Linked DNA regions of Mus musculus: all the other regions are linked to region 2. Evidence: chromatin contacts called from public ChIA-PET, HiChIP or PLAC-seq and promoter capture Hi-C data. All regions are on one chromosome and are shown on one strand. The core of a region is the stretch at or near the end of the contact, and the rest is flanking DNA. Distances in the headings are between cores, read along the strand shown.

Region 1 (2,700 bases), core at 98-2,597, 370 kb before region 2:
ACCCAAAGGAGGCGAGAAGACTGTGGGGTGGGGCAAGGGTGGTACAAAAGTCCCTGCCACCACAAAGTACCTCCTTTCACAGCCTCCAACTGCCTCACTGTGACGGAAATATGGCAGAACTCTGTGCCTCAGCTGCTGTCCTGGCAAAGTGCCCAACCTCAGCTTACACCCACCTGCAGGGGGTGGCAGAGCTTATAGAACTTGGGATGGGAACTGAGAAAAGGGAATTATCTACAGGCTCTAAGCCCAGAAAGCCCCGTGGACCTGTGGCAAGCCTGGCTGGATGTAGGCTCATGTCCGCAGGATGGCTGGAGACCCTTCCTGGCTGGGTTGGCTCATGTCTGCAGCACGGTTGGGGACCCTTCCTGGCTCCTTGTTATTTTCATTCTGGCCTGAGACACAGGATGCTGGATGTGAAGATGAAGGCTGTATTGACAGGAAATTCCAGACCTCATACCTCTGGCCTTCTTAGAAGCAGCGAGACACCAGCTCCTGTTCATAGTAGCCTTAGCCACCACCCCTGCAAGTCAGACTCCCTGGCTTTGACATAGTCAAGAGGGACAGGCGAATAGAAGGCCTCCAGAATTGTACAGTGCACCTTTGAACTTAACCTCTCCCCCATGGTGACCAGGGCATCTGAAGACAGGGCTCCCTCCCCCATCCTTCCCTCTCTCTCCCTCCAAAGCAGACTGCTAGGTCTTATCACCTCTCCTGTGCGAAATCTCAAATCTGCCTGTTTTGCTCCACAGGACTTGGCATTTGCCCTCCGTGTCCTTCATTTGGTTATAAAAGTGGAGGCCCAGCATGGTCTCTCAGGGCCAACCTTGGCCTCTGCCTACTACTGCCCATCACACCTGAAGCTGCTCTTTGTGTAAGTCTGACCACACGTGTCTGCTATGTGTTGCTGCTGCTGCTCTTAGGATGTAATGATTTCTGTGACATCACAACCCCCCAGGCCCTAGCCGAGCATCTGTGCACGGTGACTTAGGAATCTGCATTTGTCAAGCACCTGGCACAGAGCAAGGCCGAGCAAGGCAGTGCTAACTGTGTAAGATGGACCAGTGTTCTCGGGGGAGGCAGAGGAGGCTGCACTTACAGGGCTGAGCCCTATGGGGTGGGTGTTGATACAAGTGCTGATTAACTGTTTGCCTAGATACTGTATCACAAACAAACAGGAAATTAATTCTCCATCTTTCAATTCCCTTTCTGAGTTTAATTGCAAGCCATATAATTGGTCTCAATTTCCTTTAAATAAAAAGCCTTCTGCTATCAATATGTAACAGCAAGGAACTCCAGCTCTCTGCTACCTCGGATACTTCTCCTTCCTCCAACACATGGGGAAACAGCTGGACACATTCTGATATATTTTTGAAGGGCACTAAAACACCCCACCCAGACCTTCGAGGTAGCAAAAGCAAGGCAAGTGTGTGCTTTAGACACCTGCAGGCAGATGTAAAATGTAAGCGTGACAGGCAAGTGCGTCCAAGCATGGGCTTTGGAATGAGCGTGAATGTGTGACAAGCTGTGTGATCTTGGGCAGGGTGTGACCCTTCTGAACCTAAGCACCCCAATGTGTAAAGAGAAGGCAAGTTATATGGACGGCTATGAGTCAGACAAGGCGCAAGTGGGCGACCTAATTAAGAAGCCAGCGTGGTGACTCAGATGTGGTTAGAAGTCGAGGCACCGTCACCAATTTATTATCTCAATGCTGCTGTTGCTACTGCTACTTCTGATGTGAGGCCATAGAGCACGTCCGAAGCCTAAGCATCTCCAGGCAAACGGGGACGTGGCCTGAGTTTATGGCATAATAAGGCATCTAAGGCATCTGGCCTTATGCTTTTTCTTTTCTTTCTTTTTTTTTTTTTTTTTTTTTTTGGTTTTTTGAAACAGGGTTTCTCTGTATAGCCCTGGCTGGCTGTCCTGAAACTCACTTTGTAGACCAAGCTGGTCTTGAACTCAGAAATCGGCCTGTCTCTGCCTCCCAAGTGCTGGGATTAAAGGCACGAGCCACCACCGCCTGGCCCTGGCCTTATTCTTGAATTCAAGATTGTTGTTAAGCTTTTTATTCTCATAATAACTGAGGCTAGTTCACTTTTCTCTTACATATGGGGAAACGAAGGCACAGAGAGAGATATGAAAGGAACTCTCCCAGGATTAGACAGCATGTACTGTATAAATCCAAACATATCAGTGCAAAATCTCCTCCTCCCAAGTGCTACTTTATTTTCTGTGATTTTCAGAATAAATTATTCACAGCTGACCGTCTTTCAAACCTCCGCTCAGCCATCCCAGATCCATAGGCAAGCTTGCAGTCTTGTTAATGTTTAATGAATACAAATAAATCATAAAATAAAGATATTCCTTAAGACCTATATATTTAGCTCCTAATGGCTGTTTGTGTCTTCTTTGTTCAGATCAGGATGAGAAACATTCAGGAATCTAGCCTTTACTCATTTTTGGGTTTTTCTGAGATAGGGTATCATGTAACCATGCCAACCTTGAACTCCCTATGTGGCCAAGAAAGACCTTGAACTTCTGACGCTCTTGCCTCCATCTCCTGGGTGCTGGCTTCACAGACGTGGGCCTGGTTTATGGCAGCTGCTGAACAAACTCAGGGCCATAAGCTATGCAAGCAGTCAGTCTATCAACTGAGCTACGTGTCCAGGCCCTGGCCTTTATTTTTAAATGCAAATCTTTCTT
Region 2 (2,700 bases), core at 127-2,626:
CTCAAACAACAAGGAACCTAAGACAACTCAAGACACACACCACAACACCTGTACCGCCACTTTCCGAGTCTTCTACTAGAGGAACCAGCTCCTTGGTTTTGTCAAAATCACCGTTTCTTTCTCATGTTTTCCAAGTGGGCTGAGTTACCATAGCAAGAGCCCTAAGTCAAAACACTTATCCTAACAACGGTGATCATGTATAGAAATGGGCCTAAATGGCGTCACAGTTCTCAAGGAATGGCCTATCTGAATTCCAGGGAGAAGTAATTTGCAAACTGTCAGAAACTATACTCAAGATTTTCTGTGTTCTTGTATGTTCACAGATGAGAACTGACAACTTGACAATTTCAACCAAAATGGTAGACTAGGCACGGCTTCCAACATGGCGACTCGTCTTGTTGATACATGAAAATGAATGTGGTCACAGCTAGGCTATCTGAAATCGGGGATCCTGTTCCCCTTAGACATGTCTGAATGCCCGATACTCACTCTCAGTTCTTCGAAGGCTTCGTCCAGCGTGGACAGCTGGTGGCCCCGGTGAGCCCCAATGACTGGACACAGGACACAGATGAGCTGCCTATCTTCCTGACAATAGGTGCTCAAATCCAGCCCATGGTCTGGACACTTCCTCTTGGCCACTCTCTCCGCTTCCATCTCTATTTCGGGGTCAAATTCGCTTTCTGCCTCAGTTTCTCCTTCTGCCTCTGATTCCCCTTCTTGGTTGTCTTCCTCCGCCTCGCTCTCCTGCTCATCCTCCATCTCTTCCTCGCTGTCTTCTTCACTCTCCTCGTCACTCTCATCCTCACTGTCTTCCTCGGTCTCGCTCTCTTCTTCCGACTCACTGTCTACCTCCGTCTCGCTCTCTTCTTCCCCGACCTCGCTCTCTACCTCCCCCTCGGCCTCCCCTTTGGCCTCGCCGTCTTCGGGGAGCGCGTCGTCTCCCCCGCTGGCCGGCGGAGTCCAGGCCTGGGCGCCATGGACGTAGGCAGCCAGGCGGTGGCTGAGGAACTTCTGGCGATGCGCGTCGGCGTGGCGGCGGCAGTAGCAGAAGCCGCAGTCGCGGCACACCTCCTCCGCCCCGGGCGCCTCGTCGGGTTCGCACTCGTCACACGTGCCGTCGGGAGGCAGCTCCTCGCAGGCCGCGCCCACTCCGGAGGCCATGTGGCTGCAGGGACGAGGCCGAGGCCTAGCGGCTGGCGTGCTCTCCGCCTTCAGCGCGGAGCGCCTTCCTCACGCAGGCCCGCTTACCCCCGGGGTCTGGCCGGCCGCCCCGCCTGGGCCGCGCCGCTGCGCTGCGCCGCGCCGCGTCTGCAGCTGCTGAGGCCTGAGGGCCCGGCCAGCCGTCAGCGCTGGGCCTGGCGCCCGCTCGGTCTCTTCGCCGCGCGCCGCGCCCGCGCCCCGTCCCTCGCGCGCCACTTCCGGCGCGGCAGCCTGCGCCCCGTCGGCCCCTGCGCCGCGCAACCCGGCCTCCGTTGCCCGGCAAGATCGCGGCCGCCGCGGGCCCACGCCGCCCCGGTTCCACTTTACCCACGCCGTCAGCGGCCTCCTTTCACTTCCTGAGTCACTTAAAGCGGCAAGGACCCTTTTCTGCGTTTTCCCGCGGGGCTGAGCATCCCCCCCGGAAGGAGAAGCTCGAGCGCAATCTCTCCTCGCAGAGCAGGGCGACGGGCCCCGCCTCTCCCACGCCCTCCCTGGAGGTGTCAACCTGACCGAAAACCACTAGCCTGCGGTCCCTGCGGACTTATGTCACTCTGGAGACACTGTCCCCGCCCCATCACAGCCCCCGGATTTTCAAGGGGCCAAGGCCCCAAGGCTCTTTATCACACCGAACCTGCCCGCCTGGGATTTCCATAAAGCCCCCAAAAGGGCTGTGTGTGTTCTTCTAGGCTACTGAGGTCTCAGTCTGACTGAGCAAACACGCAACATTTTTGATCCAAAGCAATACTGTGCCTTGTGTGTTTGCAAAGTCTATTTGCATCCCGGCCTCCTAGGGGTTCAGAATCTCTGAGTAATAGCTGTGTCAGGTGAAGGGAGGTGAGGGGGATCATAGTTTTGAAGTGAGATGCCAACTCCCAGTCACTAACTGGTCACTCTAGATTCCAAGCCGACACCAAGAGAAAGGAAAGCGGTTGATACACATTAAACAATGTTAAAGTGCCCCAGACCGTGCTAGATCTTCTTGTGGTGTTTTCAAAGCCTGATTTTAGAACTTTATCCACTAGAGTCCCCAAATCCTAAGGCCACCACTTAGGTTTGGTAATCATGGACAAATTACTTCATCTTTCTGTTTTAAAAACCACCCCCCCCCAAAGACAACAACAACAAACAAACAAAAAACACCAAACTCTGTAAAATAGAAATAATAGCAATATCTCCTTCGTGGGGATTTGTGGATTAAATGTAAAGGAGTCTGTACAGAAGTGATCAGTAAGCTTTATTAATTTTAGCATAATTTATAATGCTGACAATGACACTTCAAAGGTCATTTCATACCTTAAACATAAGACATTTTTGGTGGGCTGCTGGTAATGTAGCCATCCCCTTCTCTACCATCTATGGTTGTCTCTCCAGTAACAGAAAAAAAAATGTATTTGAGAGAGAAAGGAGGACATTTTGCTCTAGTGGGGCAGAGGAAAGTGGATTACAGAATGGAAAATAGCTAGGCATGTGATGCACACTCTCAAGCACTTGCGAGGCAGA
Region 3 (2,700 bases), core at 133-2,632, 420 kb before region 2:
CCACCAGTGTTGCAGATCCTGAAGACCTTTGCCACAGCGCACAGGGGCTTTGCTGGCCAGGGAAACTGCAAGAGGCCTGAGCTGACTTTAGCGAGAAAAGCCATGGAGGTAGAAAGGCCTGAATAAGGTGGAAGTGTCATGGAAGCTTTTGAAGAAAGTGGGTCTTATTCCACGCCAGTTCTTAAGTGATACTTTAAAGAGGACTTTGGGGGAGGGGACTATGACAGTAAGCAGCAGGCAGAGGCAGCAGCGACTTACGTGGAAGAGAAAAGAAGGTTCCTGCTTGGACACAGTAGATAGAGAAAAGGCAAGAGGTAGTGGTACCGGGTCTTAAATAACAGGCTGTAGAATTTAGTCTTATAACCCCAGAGCGTTCCCCAGCAGGGATGGGCAGGGATAAAAGCAATATTTGGGAGTAAAACTCTCTGATGGCTGAATGTGACATGAGTTCTAGCAGAAAGAGAGTGGCCAGGCAAGAAGGAAGTGGACCCCAAAGGAGACACAGGGTATGGAGGTTTTAAAGCAAGGAAGTAACAATTTTCTGCCCAACCCAGTTGCCACTGGGCGCAGATGCTGGGATCAGAAACACATGCACATCAGCTCACAGGATGTTCACCACAACCCCAGGGATGCAGCCTCACCCCATTTTAAAGAAGAAAGAACAGAGGCTTGCTAAGTATCAAGTTGGGCCTATGAATGCAGTTTGGTCTGGTTGCACAGTCAATGCTCAGAGGCACCAGACAGAGATCGTAGTGGGAGCTCTGCAGTCTTGGTAGCTGGCCACAAGCCTGAGACCTCATCTAGGAAAGGGGGCGCTGCTAATCCACCACAGGGTGCCAGGCAGCTGGTTTAGGAAACACAGTCTGCATTTGCAGCTTGGAGAGGACTGTGTTGCCACCCACACCCCTGGATTGAATCCCAGCCGTCTGAGAGAGCAGGAGAAAAGAGAATCGATCCTATCTGGCTCCTCAGATAGGCACCATGTGGCTTTGCTTTGAAGACCTGGGTTACATTATAGCTTAGCCCACAAAGGGCCCTTGTGATGCCTGCATGTGACCCGGACCCATTGGGATGGCACCTCTGCCGCCTCCTCAGCTTTGTGGTTGACCAAAATGTTCAGAATAAGATTTTTCAATAAATGGCTCATTCTGCAGTTACTCTGCAGAGAAAAAAAAAGTCAGGTCACAGGCTTCTGAAATGTCACCCCTGCATCTGTCCTTCCACTGCTGCAGAGGCTCCAAAGCCGAGAGCTGGGTGCAGAGAGGTTCGGCGCGCCCAGACCATCTGTTGCATGGCTGAGAATACTTGAAAGAGCCGTTTCTCGCACAGCTCAGTGTGCGCGTGGCCTCAGCCTGTGGCCCTGGCTCTCACCAGCGCATTTTTGGGATTCTTTTTTTTTTTTTTTTTAAACAAGTCACATGTGTGCACAATTTAAAGAGACTAAGAGCTGTGTGGAGCTTGATGAAAGTTAACAACATTCTCTGACTCTCTCTAGAAGCAAACATTTCCCCCAATTTTAGTGAGATGGATCTTAGGCTGTCTCTAAGTACTTAGCTTATATTGCTTCTCTTTGATTCACCCTTGTTAGGAATTACCCACTGTCTCCCCACTGTGGAAGATGAGGATTTAGCTGACACTCATCACCATCCCTGCCCTCGGCATGCGCATGCTCCTTAAGTTCCTGGTTACATATACTCTTGATACCCATTGCTTTTGTTATCTCTGGCAAGGAGGCATTATGAGTGACTCATAGTCTAGTAGTATAGCTTCAAGACTTTACTTCTGGGAGAACATTTTTTTTTAGTATCCTATGTATCTCTCATGAATCCAGAGGCAACCTCGCCTCCAGCTTTGTCAGCCTCCTCTGCTGTGTACTTTAAGCCGTTACGTGTCAATCAAGTGAAATTCCCAGGAAAAGTTGTACCTACATTAGACACCGCAGGACTGACTGTTTACAATTTCAATGATCATGGAGATTTGGAATGTTCTAGGCACAAAGTCAAAGTATACTGGGTATGTTTAGCTCACCTAGAGAGCCATGTATTGCCTACCTCTGTGTGTGACTAAGATCCTTGTGACTATTGCATAAATCCATTTGGAATTTATGAACAGACCCCAGTCTTCCAAAAGCCCAAAGCTAAATTGCGATTAGCCCGGCTTGCTGTCTAACTGCCTCCTTGATGGTCCACCGGTGTATTTAAAGGATATCCAGAGAGCTGGAGAGACTACTCAGTGGGAAATGCACTGGCAGCTAGTCTAGAGCAGTGGCTTTTAACCTGTGTGGGTCGTGACCCCTCTGGAGTAGTAGAAGGACCCTTATGAAGAGGTAGCCTAAGACCAAGGGAAAACACAGATAATTACATTTATGTTCCATAATAGTAGCAAAATTACACTAATAAATTAGCAACAACATAATTTTATGGTTGTGGGTCATCACAGCATAAGGAACCCTATTAAAGGGTCACAGCGTTTAGAAAGATTAGGAAGCACTGTTCTAGAGGACTATGGCTCAACTCCCAGCACCCACATGGTGGCTCAGGAATTCCATGACTCTAAAGATCTGATGCCCTCTTCTAGCCTTCAGAGGTACCATGTGCACGCACACATGTAAAATACCTAAATGTGTAAAAAAGTTGTTCTGAGTTACGATTACTGCCAAACTATAAAATCATCATGAAACTGATACCTTGTTGGAATGTG
Region 4 (2,700 bases), core at 148-2,647, 350 kb before region 2:
GGACAGTGGAGGTGGCCCATGGGACAAATACCAAGCTCTAAATTTCACCATTAGCCAAATGACAGCTCTTAGGGTGAACCATGAGAACAAGCCAATGGTTTCTACTTCAGGATCCTGCCCTGACTTCCCTCAAAGATGGACCTGCAGATGTAAGATGAAATAAACCCTTTCTTCCTTTGCGTTGTGCTTATCACAGGAGCAGAAGAGAACTAGAGGAGGCCTAGAGAGGGCTAAGAAACAAGTGCAAGGTCCCAGGGGTCTGAAAGGGGGTGGGTGACTTTATACAGAGCCACTTGGGACTGAGCTAAGAAGCCTGGAGCTAAGGGGAGCACGGATATAGAAAACGAGACCCTTGAAATACAAGATGAGAGGCGTCCCTCAAGCTCAGCATAGTCTACCACCCCCACACAGAGGCAAGACCAGTGCTCTCCCCAGAGAGCTTTTCTCAGCAGCCCCAGGACCTCCCGTCTCCTCAGGGTCATGTCACTTGGCCTGTCTGATGACTCTCCAGACCTTCACATTTCTGTCACCACATCTGGTGTCCCACAGAAGGTGTGGCTATGCTTTAATTAGGGGTCATTTCTTGGGGGCTGAAGAAGTTGGTTGGGTAGGACTTATGGTAATGGTATATCAGTTTGTTATGGTAAGGCCGACTTGTGGGGTGGGGTGTTCATCAGTAAAAATCTATTGTCTCACAATGTGGGAGACCATAAGTCCAAGATTAAGGTGCTGGCCGAGGGCTTTCCTCTGAGGGCTGTGAGGACAGTCGGTTCCACATCCCTCCCTGGCCATCTGTGGTTTCTTGGCCATCTGTGCTGCAGGCATCCTCCTCTTCTGTTTTTATGTCATACAATGTTCTCCCTGAGTGTGTGTTTCTGAGACCCCAAATCCCACTACAATAAAGACACGGTCACATCAGCGGCCCACCCTATCCTAATGGGACCTCTTCCTACTAATTATATCGTCAAGGACCCTGCTCTTAAATATGGACATGTTCTGTGGACCTGGAGGCAGGGTCCAGATTGTGAGAAATGAATTTTGAGGAGAAAAAAATGTAACTCAAAAAGAGAGCAAGATCCTAGTATGTAATTTCTAAGTTCCAACTCTCTCTGTCCCTCCCTGACACGCACACAGGCTCGTGCGCGCGCGCGCGCGCGCACACACACACACACACACACACACACACACACACACACACACACACACACAGACCTGCAAAAGAAACAGCACAAAGCATCATTTCTGGCTCTGGTAAGGTGCCAAAGCTCTCACAGCCTGCCATTCTCCTGAAGTCTTATCGCCAGAGCACAGCAAGGAAAGGAAGCTGCTCTGGCAGGCGCAACACTGCCAACCAACTCCCTGCTAGGGTGACTCACTGGCAGAACACACTTCGAAAATGCTCGAGGGGTGGAGAGCCAGCTCATCAGTGTGGTACTATCCTTGAGGAAGCATACATGTGAGAGCCAAGAGGAGGACCGTGCCCTTCCCCTGGATCACAGTTCCCCCTTCCATTTAGCTCTCTGCAGCTCGGGCTAGACTGCTTCCTGGAGTTCCAGAGTACCAGAGGGCAGAGGCGGACAGGGTGGTGTGGGCAGGGTCAGGAGAAGGAGCACTGCCTCAACTCAAGTTCACACCTTAGCTCCCTACTCACTTGCAGTATGCACTTGGTCTAAGTAGTCTTTAGTTCTTCATCGAGAAAGTGGGCCAGAAGAGCACAAGGTCCTGGGGTGAAGGGGGAGGGGTTAGAACAGAGCAGAACCACGTGAATGGGACAAAGGTCCCTGACACCAAGCTTGAACCCCAGAATGTTCTCTCCCTATAAAGTCCTTATGGTCCCTCCCAAAGCCCTGACTGGTCACCATGACCTGGGACTAGAATACGAAACCACTGGAGCCTCCTTGAGAGGAGGCTCTCCCTCCAGCCTCACCTGAGGCCGCTGGTGGGCCTCAATTCCTTCCTGGCTTTACGTCAGAGTCCTTCCTCGGCTCCCTGTCCCAGCAGTCTCTGCAACACTGCAACTCACAACATGGAAAGTGGCTTTTGTCAGAGCAAGCAACACAGAGTGAGAGGGAAGGGCTATCTATTCATGGCCTGTTCCTAGAAATGACACCCAACCTGTTTGCTGAATTTCTTTTGCTTAAAACCAGGTCATAATTTGTACATATGTTCTCACACAGCAGTATTCACAATAGTCAAAGGGGGGAGGGGCCAAACGTGTTTGCTGACAGAGAAATCAAACGTGATATATCAACAATAAAATGGAATATTATTCAGTCTTTCACAGGAAGGAAATTGCCTACATGTTATAAAATAGATGAACTTGATGACATGCTAAGTTGAACTAAGCATCTTACAATAAAGTCACGATATTTGATTCTCCTCTACAAGTCCCCAAAACCTCCAAAGCAACCAAGATAGAAAGTGGAAAAGCAGTTACCAGGGTTATGGGGTGGAGCAGAGAGGGAACACTTTTTTTCTTTGTTTCTTAAGTGCATTCAGAATTTCAAGATGTGAAAGTTCTAGCAATTGGCTGCATAATGGAAAGAGTAATTTCTGCCACTGAACTTTAAAAAGTACTTTCAAAAGTTAAGATAGTCAATTTTATGCATTTTTCTAGACAGGAGGGAGGGAGGGACTAGTCAAACCATCCAGATCACAGACAAAGAGGTGGGATTACACACAGGCACAAGTGTCAGAAGG
Region 5 (2,700 bases), core at 153-2,652, 500 kb after region 2:
ACCCCCAGAACTGGATTTAGTAATTCTTGTTGAGAGGAACTCACTGAAGTCTGAGCTGACTTAATGACCTAGCTGGCACTTCTTCAAAGAAAATTTAACTATGCTGATGATAACCAAAGCCTTCGTGGAATTATCTGTTCATATATAGATAAAGGAGGGGGGACGCTTGAAAATGAGCCATACTGGATATTTGGCCCAAGCTCCTCCTCTCCACAGCCACCAAAGTCACCAACCACATTTAGATGGGATATTAGGGACTGCGCTAAAGTTCACAGGTTACCCTGATACAGGTCCCCTCCTGCTCTGAGGCTGCCAGGCAGCAAATATGAACCCTGTTGCTGTTTGACTTTGCCTAGACTGCAAGCACTGCGCGGCTGGTCGAATTATTGCTCCGGTTATGTGTCCTCCTTGGTCCATGTTGGAACCTTTAGGCCACTCAGAGCCTCACACAAACCAGTTCAAACTCCCACAAGCTAAAATAAAGCCGTTGGTGACCAAAGCTGACTTTAAGAGCCCCGAAAACTAGTCAAAGCTGGGACCCACTGTCTTCAGCTTTTCAAGGCTCCTTTCTGAAAAGCTCATTGCCCAATCTCTGGCCTGTAGCTATGTGCACACCTTGGGGAGTGCTCTACAGGTCTGTTCCAGTGTCTGCCTCTACCTGCCTAGCCACAGTTAGCCAGGCTTGGGGAGCCCTTGAGCACCAGAGCCTGTTAGTCGGGACAGAGGCTGCGGGCATCCAAGAGTACAGTTACTTTTGAGCCATGTGCTCCAGCAAGCATGGGGACCTCGCCCAAAATCTGCGGGCAACTTGCCCAGCAAACTTTCTTCTCCCTTTCTCTTTTCCTTTCACCAAAGCAGCACTTCCCAGGCGTAAACTCTTTCCAATAGCATAGCCCCAAATCCCAGCTTTGCTTTGCTAGCCCAATTCACTACAGTCCCTCCCCAGGGCGATTCAACCCAGAGGCATCCAGCTGGAGTCCTCAGGCGCGGTGGCGGGCCACTCACCGATCTGCTGATGTGGATGTGCCAGGCTCAACTGCAAGAGGCAAAGTCCCCAAGCTGTGTGCCACCAAAACTTGTCCATGGCGTGCTGGATGAAACGGAGGGATCTAGTCGCCTCTGGAAAAGGGTCGTGGGGAGAAGGGCAACGAGGGTGAATGGAACCTGTCACTGGCTGGGGGCTGCTGGGCAATGAGACCGCTTCGGAAGTTGGCTGTGGTTTTTATTCCAGGCTTTGAAAGAGTGAGTGACCTAAGAGGGAGGGAGCGCGCGAAGGACACACCCAAAGCGAGGGGGCTGTGACTAAGCAGCCAACGGAAGTTTAAAGACACACCAGCCTGCTTTCGCTACTGCCCCTGCACTCCTGCCCTGCTCTCTTGGACAGAAGAGAATGGCCGCCCCCCTCCCCCCCCCAGCCCCCGTGCGCCCACGTTCTCCAGGGCCACTCCACAGGCTTCCTACCCTGGCCCAGCCTACCAGCCTATGAGAAGCGCTGCCTGGGACAAGGAGAATGACTGAGTTCTAAGACCTCGCCCCTCTCAGTTAAATCTTCCAGTTTCTCCTTTGCCACTAAACTTGGGAACCTGGCTAGGGAAAGACTGGTTTTCCCAGGAAGCTGAGGAAGCTGGACTTATCTTAGGGAGGAACTGAAGAAAGAAAGAGGCTGAAGGGAGAGAGAGAGAGAGAGAGAGAGAGAGAGAGAGAGAGGGAGAGGGAGAGATCCATCCTAGTGGAGAGTGCTTTCCTGGCCAGGGTGGGGACTGAAAAGTGGGGAACTTGTGGGAGTGTTCTTTCCTCTTTCCCTCTGAGAGAAGTCCAAACCGCTCATCTGATCTTTGATCCGGGGAAAACCCAAGGGTGCTCAACACATTTCATTCATGCTCTCAAAATATCTACCAATTTCTTAAATCCTTCTCGGACTCACAATCCACCCATCCATTCCTCTGTCCACCCATCTTCCTTCTGCAAATGCACTAATCTAGCCATACTACACCTGCCCACCAATTCTTGTATTCGCCCACCTGCACAACTTTTCAATCCTTTTCACACCCCTCCTCAGCTCATATCTGTTCATCATATTTCCTATCCATCCCGACGCACATACATGGTTCCCGTCTCTCATTCTACCCATCCCCATATCCACTCACACATTTAACTGTTCTTTCTTGTTTACATTTTATATTCTCTTTGCTGCAAACTTTAATACATTCAAATTCCCCTTTACATCTTGATACATTTCAAAGAGGGATGCACATTTGCCATAGTCTTCAAGGGAGAAATCTCAAGGCTGAAAATCGGGGAAAATCGTATGTAAAATTGCAATTCCCTATCTTCTCTAATACCCTGCAAGTTGCAATTTGGATATCAAAAGCTCTGTTTATTTTTAATGTGAACTAAATCTGAGTGGACTTCTTGCTGAATGAGAAACACAGAAGGCATGGCCAGGGCAGGACCCGGAATGAATCATGCCAGAATTTCTGAAGGAAAATGATATTTTGGGATTTACTGAAAGAAACTGAGAAAGTGAGAGAAATGTACACAGCCACCTGTCCATCCATTTATTCATCAAGCACGTAATGAGTGCCAGAGGGTTTCAAGAGAAGCAATCCTGGTTTGGTCTAGGCACTAGCTCCCACACAAGCCAGTGGCTGCTGCAGTATAAAATATACTGCAAACTACAGCTAGGACTGGGAAGATGGC
Region 6 (2,700 bases), core at 21-2,520, 400 kb before region 2:
CTGTAAGCCAGTGAAGCAAGACCAGGGCAAGGGCACGGAGGTGAGCAGCCACTGCTGACCCAACAAACAGAAATTTCTGTGGTGTGGAGTCCACATGTCTTGTCCAGTACTCCAAGCCTTCCCCTCTTAGCTGTCGGTCATCTTAATATACTGCACTTATACTGCAAACACCATCCCTTGCCAACCCAGCCACCAAGTATCAAGCATTTCTGAACAAATGCTGTGGATTCAGTTCTCTCCTTCTCCCTTATTCGGATCCTGGGGATTGAGCTGAAGTTGGCAGGCTGCAGAGCAAGCGCTTTTGCTTGCTGAACTAGCTCCTCTTATCTATCTTTCATTTTCTTTTCTAAAGGAAAAAAAAAACCCTACTTGAAGCCCAATCCCCATCGCTGTACACACACCACTCTTTAGGAAGCCACCATCAGTGCATGAGGAAGTGGTCAAGTGGGCACGTCAGTACATGGATAGGAAAGGAAGAAACTGGACGGAAATGAGACTTAAAAGGTGCCCACCTACAACTTGGTATCTCGGATCCGCATCTCCCCAAACCCACTTATCCACACTGTGTATGTTACTTACCCTGCCACACATCATAGGTAGGGAAGTCAGGGCAAGCACTTTGATATGGATCCCAGAAACGAATCCCCACCCCGCAGGGATATGAGCTGCTCTTGTGCTGGCGATCAGGAGGCTGGGTCAGCTGAGCAGTCGGAATGACAAAGAAGGGGGGGATGTTTAATTGAGGGAAGGGAATAGATTATTTTCATGCTCCATCTCCATCCACGCAATCCATCTACCAATTACAAGCAAGTTCTTATCCAGACATTAAAGCAGGCAACTGCCCGTGCTGGCATCCAACCAAAACTGCTTATCTTGAGGCTTCCATCATCCCAGACCCCTTTCCTGATCCCAGATCACTGGCTTCCTGCCTAATGCAGCTGCACTGCTTTTTCTGCCCCTGGATTTAGCTCCTGGAATTTTCCCCTGATACCAAACACCCTTGCAGACAGACACACAAAGCCAGGCAGTGAGCTGGTCTTTGTTTCATCTGTCTGAGGAGGAAGAAGCTGTTTGGCCTCTCAAGTCTGTCTATATCTGTCCTGCTAAATATCACAACCGCTGAGGCTGGTGGATAGGATCCAGTTCTAAGGACAAGGCTGTCTCAGAATTTGAAATATTCCAGGAAGGAAGACTTGTGAGAAGGGGCTGGGGAACTGCTGCAAAACTCACCAATGCATTCTTAACACCGAGACTCCATGCCAACCTGAATTTCCATTGCAAATCAAGCATTCACCGGGCCCCACCATTAGTTAAGCTCAGCGCCCTGGCTAATTAAGTCAGTCTCCGGTGGGGAAGGATAGATTTAAGGGCCATCATCAGCTCCTGTCTGAGATGCTCACAGCTGAGACTTCATTCTTCATGCAATGCGGAGCAAATCAAAGCTAATGCCAGAGCATGGCCACAGCTGACTGGGCCTCTCTCAGTGATGTGCACCCAAGCCCCAAGATGTCACCGGCTCACATGTCATTTGTCTGCATTAACATTCTGTCTGGGTTCTTGCTTCACACTCAACAAGTCTACTGCAAGCTGTAAATAAGGAGACGAAGGACAGGGACATATGCCAAGAAAGCTCACACATGGCTCACAGGGCGACAAAACCCATATTAATAATGTGATCTGAAGAGACTCGAGGAACGCTGGGGCTGCTGTCACTTCTCCTTAGATGAAGAATCCCACCAGTGGGGGTGATTGATATTCTAATTCTTCAAACTGCATCTTTCTAAAAATGTAGATTAAACTTTCCCAAATAGCTTGGATGCTCTCTCAACTCTCCTCCAGCGTCCTGTCCCTCCCCATGGGGATTAAAAATATCATGCCAGGATTTATATTTGGTTCAAATTTGCTTAGCACACCAAGGCTAAATACAGCTTATGCACCACTCATGCTTCCAAAATCACTTACTTGGAAACGTATGAAACAGTAATGGAATGATTTATAGTTTTCTCTTAGCTCTTTCATTGCTGATTTACGGAGATCTCTCCAGGGGTGATTATTTTTGGATATTTCAAAATCTGTAGACTGCCGAACTCTTGATAGATGTTAATGTATTTCCAGAGAGCCTATGTTAACTGACACGTTTCATTCATTTAAACATTTAATGAGCACCTATGATGCATTACATATAGTGGGTTATACAAAGCTGGTTGGAGTATAGGCTTGTGTCCTCGGATAACCTACACTTGCCCCTGTTACTCTACTTAGGGGCTGCATTGCCACAGTGACTATACTTACTGGCAAAACAAAATTTCCCCGGTGTGAAGCCCTGGATGGACACATCTTCTATGGTATCCACCTTACCTCTTCAACTAGAGGAGCTGGTTAAGTCCTGGCATGAAAATGGAGTTGTTCCTTGGAACTGTCAAACTGCATCCATCCGTCCATCCATCCATCCATCCATCCATCTATCCACCCACTAATATATTTATGTATCATCATTTGTCATCCATCTATTCATCCATCCATCATCTGTCATCTATCCATCCATAAATCCATCATCTGCCATCCATCAATCCGTCCATTCAACTAGCCTTTGCTTCACAGGAATCTTGGGAGAGCACACCCAGTATATCATACTCCAACAGCTCTTGGAAAATGCCAAATAGTTTCCTTCTCTCTCCTAGTAGAGGAAGAAATCAGAGA

The links. Promoter capture Hi-C pulls out the DNA fragments that hold promoters and counts their contacts. ChIA-PET counts read pairs in DNA pulled down with a chosen protein or histone mark. HiChIP or PLAC-seq counts read pairs in DNA pulled down with a chosen protein or histone mark.
Region 1: a contact with region 2 is called in an HNF4G HiChIP or PLAC-seq map of pancreatic cancer cells. The contact joins the enhancer-like site here to the promoter of Trim44 in region 2. A contact is called at or near these places in 10 of 39 promoter capture datasets (the 3T3-L1 cell line, the C10 cell line, the HPC-7 cell line and 4 more), 1 of 15 datasets of contacts at CTCF or cohesin (pro-B cells), 10 of 484 Hi-C or Micro-C datasets (the C10 cell line, CD8 T cells, the G1E-ER4 cell line and 7 more) and 12 of 115 datasets of contacts at active chromatin or transcription factors (bone marrow-derived macrophages, double positive thymocytes, embryonic basal ganglia and 8 more).
Region 3: a promoter capture Hi-C map of hippocampal neurons shows a contact between it and region 2, with 3 times the contacts expected there. The contact joins the enhancer-like site here to the promoter of Trim44 in region 2. A contact is called at or near these places in 7 of 39 promoter capture datasets (3T3-L1-derived adipocytes, the HPC-7 cell line, cranial neural crest and 4 more), 3 of 484 Hi-C or Micro-C datasets (CD4 T cells, CD8 T cells and cerebral cortex), 8 of 115 datasets of contacts at active chromatin or transcription factors (astrocytes, cardiomyocytes, embryonic basal ganglia and 5 more) and 2 of 9 other capture datasets (liver and pancreatic islet).
Region 4: an HNF4G HiChIP or PLAC-seq map of pancreatic cancer cells shows a contact between it and region 2. The contact joins the enhancer-like site here to the promoter of Trim44 in region 2. A contact is called at or near these places in 10 of 39 promoter capture datasets (the 3T3-L1 cell line, 3T3-L1-derived adipocytes, the C10 cell line and 5 more), 3 of 484 Hi-C or Micro-C datasets (the C10 cell line, CD8 T cells and pre-B cells), 9 of 115 datasets of contacts at active chromatin or transcription factors (bone marrow-derived macrophages, double positive thymocytes, embryonic basal ganglia and 6 more) and 1 of 9 other capture datasets (embryonic stem cells).
Region 5: a contact with region 2 is called in an RNA polymerase II ChIA-PET map of memory CD8 T cells, with 12 read pairs. The contact joins the promoter of Cd44 here to the promoter of Trim44 in region 2. A contact is called at or near these places in 2 of 115 datasets of contacts at active chromatin or transcription factors (memory CD8 T cells and pancreatic cancer cells).
Region 6: an H3K4me3 HiChIP or PLAC-seq map of embryonic midbrain shows a contact between it and region 2, with 4 times the contacts expected there. The contact joins the enhancer-like site here to the promoter of Trim44 in region 2. A contact is called at or near these places in 6 of 39 promoter capture datasets (3T3-L1-derived adipocytes, cranial neural crest, hippocampal neurons and 3 more), 1 of 484 Hi-C or Micro-C datasets (CD4 T cells), 7 of 115 datasets of contacts at active chromatin or transcription factors (astrocytes, bone marrow-derived macrophages, embryonic basal ganglia and 4 more) and 3 of 9 other capture datasets (adipose tissue, liver and pancreatic islet).

What each region holds. Positions count from the first base shown.
Region 1 is chr2:102,033,029-102,035,728 of GRCm38.p6, forward strand. All of the region lies in intron 4 of Ldlrad3 (low density lipoprotein receptor class A domain containing 3), which reads right to left. Among named protein-coding and RNA genes, the nearest start is that of Gm39888, 42 kb to the left of the region's middle. Within about 2 kb of position 1,348, at least 72 of the 459 cell types and tissues checked have an H3K27ac peak or open chromatin away from gene starts, as enhancers often do. A contact at or near this core is called in CD8 T cells, the G1E-ER4 cell line, the HPC-7 cell line and 6 more, where this site is marked.
Region 2 is chr2:102,399,524-102,402,223 of GRCm38.p6, forward strand. Trim44 (tripartite motif-containing 44) reads right to left here and starts at 1,377. Exons shown (of 5, transcript NM_020267.2): 1 at 490-1,377. The coding sequence starts at 1,161.
Region 3 is chr2:101,982,334-101,985,033 of GRCm38.p6, forward strand. All of the region lies in intron 4 of Ldlrad3 (low density lipoprotein receptor class A domain containing 3), which reads right to left. Among named protein-coding and RNA genes, the nearest start is that of Gm39888, 8.2 kb to the right of the region's middle. Within about 2 kb of position 1,383, at least 105 of the 459 cell types and tissues checked have an H3K27ac peak or open chromatin away from gene starts, as enhancers often do. A contact at or near this core is called in 3T3-L1-derived adipocytes, astrocytes, cerebral cortex and 3 more, where this site is marked.
Region 4 is chr2:102,051,739-102,054,438 of GRCm38.p6, forward strand. The region is part of intron 4 of Ldlrad3 (low density lipoprotein receptor class A domain containing 3); the gene reads right to left. Among named protein-coding and RNA genes, the nearest start is that of Gm39888, 61 kb to the left of the region's middle. Within about 2 kb of position 1,398, at least 94 of the 459 cell types and tissues checked have an H3K27ac peak or open chromatin away from gene starts, as enhancers often do. A contact at or near this core is called in bone marrow-derived macrophages, double positive thymocytes, forebrain and 2 more, where this site is marked.
Region 5 is chr2:102,900,263-102,902,962 of GRCm38.p6, forward strand. Cd44 (CD44 antigen) reads right to left here and starts at 1,403. Exons shown (of 9, transcript NM_001039151.1): 1 at 1,006-1,403. The coding sequence starts at 1,084.
Region 6 is chr2:102,002,186-102,004,885 of GRCm38.p6, forward strand. All of the region lies in intron 4 of Ldlrad3 (low density lipoprotein receptor class A domain containing 3), which reads right to left. All of the region lies in intron 1 of Gm39888 (a long non-coding RNA gene), which reads left to right. Among named protein-coding and RNA genes, the nearest start is that of Gm39888, 12 kb to the left of the region's middle. Within about 2 kb of position 1,271, at least 77 of the 459 cell types and tissues checked have an H3K27ac peak or open chromatin away from gene starts, as enhancers often do. A contact at or near this core is called in astrocytes, embryonic basal ganglia and forebrain, where this site is marked.